Regions from separate parts of the Mus musculus genome. Here region 1 is linked to region 2. The links are chromatin contacts, called in public HiChIP or PLAC-seq maps. All regions are on one chromosome and are shown on one strand. The core of a region is the stretch at or near the end of the contact, and the rest is flanking DNA. Distances in the headings are between cores, read along the strand shown. Region 1 overlaps Zbtb20 (zinc finger and BTB domain containing 20). Region 2 overlaps Lsamp (limbic system-associated membrane protein).

What was found. HiChIP or PLAC-seq counts read pairs in DNA pulled down with a chosen protein or histone mark.
Region 1: an H3K27ac HiChIP or PLAC-seq map of SST interneurons shows a contact between it and region 2, with 15 times the contacts expected there. The contact joins two enhancer-like sites. A contact is called at or near these places in 1 of 15 datasets of contacts at CTCF or cohesin (large pre-B cells), 4 of 484 Hi-C or Micro-C datasets (cortical neurons, muscle stem cells and stem cell-derived neural stem cells) and 7 of 115 datasets of contacts at active chromatin or transcription factors (SST interneurons, astrocytes, embryonic forebrain and 4 more).

The regions. Positions count from the first base shown.
Region 1 is chr16:43,509,477-43,512,176 of GRCm38.p6, reverse strand. The region is part of intron 5 of Zbtb20 (zinc finger and BTB domain containing 20); the gene reads right to left. Among named protein-coding and RNA genes, the nearest start is that of Gm15713, 91 kb to the right of the region's middle. Within about 2 kb of position 1,441, at least 37 of the 459 cell types and tissues checked have an H3K27ac peak or open chromatin away from gene starts, as enhancers often do. A contact at or near this core is called in SST interneurons, where this site is marked.
Region 2 is chr16:42,171,259-42,173,958 of GRCm38.p6, reverse strand. All of the region lies in intron 6 of Lsamp (limbic system-associated membrane protein), which reads right to left. Among named protein-coding and RNA genes, the nearest start is that of Mir6540, 130 kb to the left of the region's middle. Within about 2 kb of position 1,253, at least 5 of the 459 cell types and tissues checked have an H3K27ac peak or open chromatin away from gene starts, as enhancers often do. A contact at or near this core is called in SST interneurons, where this site is marked.

The DNA of each region.
Region 1 (2,700 bases), core at 192-2,691, 1.3 Mb before region 2:
TGGGAACGGATTGCAGATTGTTCTCTCCTGGTTAATTTTGGCTTTAAGTATATTGATCACTTTATCATTTTCTTGTGTTAAACTGCTTTAAACACAGCACAAATGTTACTCTCATCATGCCAGAAATGGGGTTGGAATTGATTTTGAGTTTCCATTAATTTTACTCTTTGCTCTCTATGAGAAGTTTTTCACTTGTTTAAACTCAGAAAGATACTTTTGTTCAAAAGATGTGTCAGTGCGATGACAAGGGAGTCTCTGCTGGCCTGGGAACCTCAGATGTCTACAGAAGGAAGAAGTTATCAAATTCACTGCCATGGACTTTGCTGAAATTAGTGAAGACTCATTCATCCTAATGCAGTTTCAAGGGCTTCCTCCCTCTTCTCTTCACAGAAGAGCTCAGCAAAGCACACATCTCCTAAGAAGCCCCCCTGATTGGTCCGGGCTGGCACTGTTTCAGTGTTTGGCCTACGGCGGCTGCTTAGGAATAATTTTCTCTCATCCTCTCTATTTTCCTGGACTGTATCAAACTCAGACACGTGGTGTGCAAAGGAAATCCAAGGCCTTAAAAATGCTTTTTATTTTGGTAGTAAGGCCATTGCCAGTTCTGTTTTGGCCAAATGATCTTATCAAGATTTAACAAGAGATTCTCAATAACACCTCTAATCTGTGAGAAGACATTAGATCAAGGAAGATAATTTATTCCATCTTGCATACATCTACCTTCCTTCCTGGCACCAAGGAGGGACAATGATCAAACTTAGTATTGGTACTGAAGATAATACAAAGTGACAAGAATGCTATGGCAATTACTCATTTTGATTAATTTAAAAATTGATAAATAAGTGGGTTTTTTTCTATATTACAGCAGACACTAGAGATCCATTTTCGGTCACTGTTGGGTATTTCTGCTCCTATAAAGGCACCTTACAAATCTGCTGTGCTGTCCACAGTACTGTCACAATTCGTCAGATTCTCTAGACTAACTAGATGAAACAACTGCATTTCAGCATTAAGATTCCTTTTCGGAGTCAAATAAAAGGAGAGCCGTACAGTTCAAACAGCTTGAAAGGCTTGTCACAAACACAGCCAAACCTGTACACATTATCTGTTTTTCTAGGTTTGGAGTACCAGTCTATAAAGTACCAGTCCCTTGTATGGTAACTGGGTTTTACTTCACACTTAGGAGTATTCAAACCCACAGGGAGAAGTTTAGATAGGTAAACTTCACTTCCTACCCTATCTATCTTTACTGCTCCCCTGCAGTTTTGTGTTTCGGAACACATGCTTCATGCCTTTAAAAAGTGCCAGGAAATCTCTTCCTGCAGCTACACAAGCTTTGGTTTTATGTGTGTATCATGACACACCTTAATACAGAGAGTCCCAGCAACTGCAGTGGGACTTTAATTTAAATCCAGACTTAGGGCGAAGAGCTCCATCTACTGAATCAGTTAGATCCTCGCTGGCACCCTAGAGTTATCCCCTTCAGTACTCTAACACTGAGAAGCCCTGTAGAGAACAGAGAAGTTACAGACATGACCGGCAAAAACTAGCTGTGAGCCTAATGCTCTTTTTGATATTTCCCAGATGCCCTAAGACCCCTTTCCTTTGTCCTTCCCAGTTTTCAAAGCTTTCCATGTTTCAATATAGAACAGAAGCGGGTGCTCTGCCATGTGAACCATCTCTCAGAAGCAATAGAAAGCCATTGGCATTGAAGGGAGAGCCTCAAGTAAGTGAAGGAAAGATACGCGAAGAAAATCCCTGTCCCTGGCAGACTGAATAAACCAGGAAAATTCAGAGAAAAGGATAGCTTCCTTACCCCCTACCTTGTATGATTGCTGAAAGGCTCCAGCCCCCAGGATCAGCTCTCTGGGCCCCTCCTTGGCTGCACAGTGTTGCTGTGGCATTGAAAATTTGCTGTGGCTTCCTAAGATTATAGGGAAATGCTCCAGCAAGCCAAAAAAGTCACAAACAAAAATTCAAAGGAAATAAAAAAAAAAAAAAAACCAAAAAAAAAAAAAAAACCTCCCAAAAACCAACAACAACAAAAAATCCAACCCACCAGCATAAAGCAGCTGATTTTATTGGAGAAGGTCTTGGCATGTTCCTCCATATGCCACAATTTTCTTTGGTCCTTCCTAGGTCTATGATCAGAAAACTCATTGTGCCATCCTTACTAGCGCCGTTTTTCTCAGGGTTGCTGATGGCACAGCATGGACAAATGGATCCAGGAGAAGCAAGCTAAAGAGCATATAGATGTCCTGTTCACTTGAAAGCTTTCCAGGAGATCACAGTTTTACAAGTTTCTTTCTCAGAATATCAGTGACATAGAGAAACATATACTCTGTCTAGCTTAGAGAAGAATAAATCAAAATTAAAGAAAAAAACAAACAAAAAACCAAACCACTTGTTAACACACTAACAGATACGGAACACAGCAAGTGGTATTTGAATAAACTTCAACATTAATATATCTGCATAAAATGGAGGAGTGTGTAAAACCTATGAAATATAAATTAAGGTAACTTATAAGGATATAAATATATGTTTATAAACATATAATAATCAGAACTAACAGTTTATAGGATTTTAAAATTACAGAAAAATGATAAAAGTTCGCGGATTCTTTTTCTTTTATATAAAAATATAATTAACATAAATATTAAGTGTCTTTGTGTATCTTTTATTGTATATGTAAGTATG
Region 2 (2,700 bases), core at 4-2,503:
GAAGCTACTCCTGCTGGAGAAGTCGCTAGGGTGTCTCCCGTGACTGTTTTCAGCTACCCTCCTCTCCCATGCTTTTCACATGATGACAGCGAAGCCATCACTGTGATTAAGACTCCAAGCACTGATGTTGAACCTTCAGGAGCCCAACACAAGTTCTCCCTGCAAATGTATAACAGTAGCTACATCAATCTCAGAAGGACTTGGTCATCAGTCTCCAGCTTCTTTGTTTCATAGGTGAGAGGCAGGATAGTTTATCCTTTAACGGGGGTGGGCGGGGACTATTATAAAGTAGCATTTATGCCTGGGTCCCTTAGCACGGTTAAAGTCCTATAATCTCACGAAGAAGCTAAGGTCCTCCTACCCAAAGTTATCATCTTAGAACGAAGAAGAAAACCAAAGGCAACAAGTCTGGCCAAACCGTGGAGGATCAGGGGCAGGTTCAAAGCTGGGGCAATTGAGAATGGACCGCACCTGGGGGACCTGATCCTTGGAACGTCACCCTGGGTCACTCAGGTTGTCAATGAGGACAGATTGTCGGGGAGATGAGTTTGGGTTTGGGGGGATAGTGAGTGGAGAGGAGAGGAATGCAGATTTGTGTGCTTCTGGAAGTAGTAATACTATAGCAGAAATGGGAGGTCTTACGACCTCATCATGCACACTTCTGGTCCCATTTTCCTCTTTTCATGTGGCTGTATTTAAATTTCACTGGAAACAAAAACACAACAACAACAAAAACCATTTTTCCCCCACCGAAGAGACAGTGACTTTAAGGCTATGATATTTAGCCTTAGACAATGATACTCAGAATAGAAGCTGACAGGGCTGTAATTATGGGTCACCGAAACTTTAGGGGCCAAGTATGCAGACTCTGTGTGTGTAAAACCGATGTCCTACAATTACAACGGAAGCATGTTCTAGTCTATGTCGTTTCAGCAAACTGCTTAAAATGTGTAAGACTGCAGAGAGTGTAGCACGGAAAACTACTGAAGTAAAGAATAGCTTCCTAAACGATGCTCGGCGTCTAGAGCTAAAGCAACAGGAAGAGTAGAACAGAACCGATCAACAACTGTATGACGCCACAATAAACCACGTTGCGTGTTCTGTTCATGAAATTATAAATATAAGTGCACTACTGCGTGCTTGCTGTAACAAATACTGCCTTCCAGAGAAAAATAGAAGGAACCGAGAATTGCATCCACAGTGACATTTCCACCGCTTATCAGCTCATCAGATTTAACCTTAGTGTCTGACTCTTAGAGTCATTGTCGCCACCACGTGGTGAGCCGTGGTAGTGAACCTCGGCAGTGTCTCCGTTAAACATTTGGTGGGTGAAATTCTGGTTAAAGCAATGCTAAGTCTAGACAAAAAACTACTGGAAGATGGAGACAGTGTATTTTTTTAAAAGTCTGATATTTTGGCTGGAGTACCACAGAATATTGCTTAATATGAAAATATGAACATATGCAAACTTTGAGCCTTTCGCGTATGCAAAATGAGCTTTGTCTGGTAAAAAGCCATGGAACCAGAATAAACAAGTTAAATATCTAGTAATTCTAGTCAGCTCACTCTGTGATCTCCTGAATGTCTATGGTGTCATAGTAAGAAGGGACACCCCAGCCACCTTCAGGTCCAGTCTCAGGAGGGTTGAGGTTCAAAGCATCTGCAGTGGTTGTTCACCATTCTCTGACGCCTAGGCGTCCTGATACTTCATGCCAAGTCTTCTCTGAGCTTCTCCTCTCCTCCACCAAGCTTTCTGGATGCCCGGGACTCTCAGCTTCCCTAGGCTCCTCTCCTGGTGGCAAAGCTTTTCTCTTGTATCTTTTTAGTGCCTGTCTGTATTAGTGCAAGTGTACCAGCAAGGCTTTCAGAATGAAGAAAAACTGTACAAAAATGAAGGTCTTATATGCCAAAATGATTTGTGTTTTGCTCTAGTATGAAACGGATGCTCTAAAAAAAAAAAAAAAAAAAAAAGCCCGATTTGCTTCTTTCTGTACTCTCATTGTTAGTACTAGGACAAGCTATATTGTTTCCCTGACATCGTAGGATTGAATGGTATCTACAGTCAGCTAAGAGAACTGAACTGGCCTTAACATCTTATTCAAATGGCAGGAAACATTAAAGAAAGCAAGAGTTCTGTTATTGAAAAGCATACTGCATATTCCCAGGAAGCTAGATAAATACATTAAAATCAACATTTTTGTTAATGTGTATGCATGCCTAGTTATGTGTCCTCTACCACCTATCCACCCATTCTCACACATAGGGAAGTTTCCATCCGCTATAAATCTTTATCTATACATATATGACATAAGCATGTATTATTGGCCTTTAAATACACAATACAAGCTAACTCCTACTTTCACATGTTACTCTATGTTGTAACAGGAATTCCTACTATGCATGTGTCAATAGTTTTTAATTTTATTCCCGACAGTCTTGTTACACATCTGAAATTCATTGTATACATCTGGTAAAGATACCTTTGCCTCTATCAGTTATTATTTATTAAGTTCTCTCATATAGTTATTTAATGCGCCTATGTGGTTTGCTCTTGCCATAATTGATTTTGAGAGTAAATAAACAGAATCGAGGAATCCTGTAAATGGGTAACAGTTGGGGAATTATCACAAGTTAGGTATGCAATTATAGATGCATACGATTGCATAGGAGACTACTCCAGTTAATGGCTAGTTCAGGGAA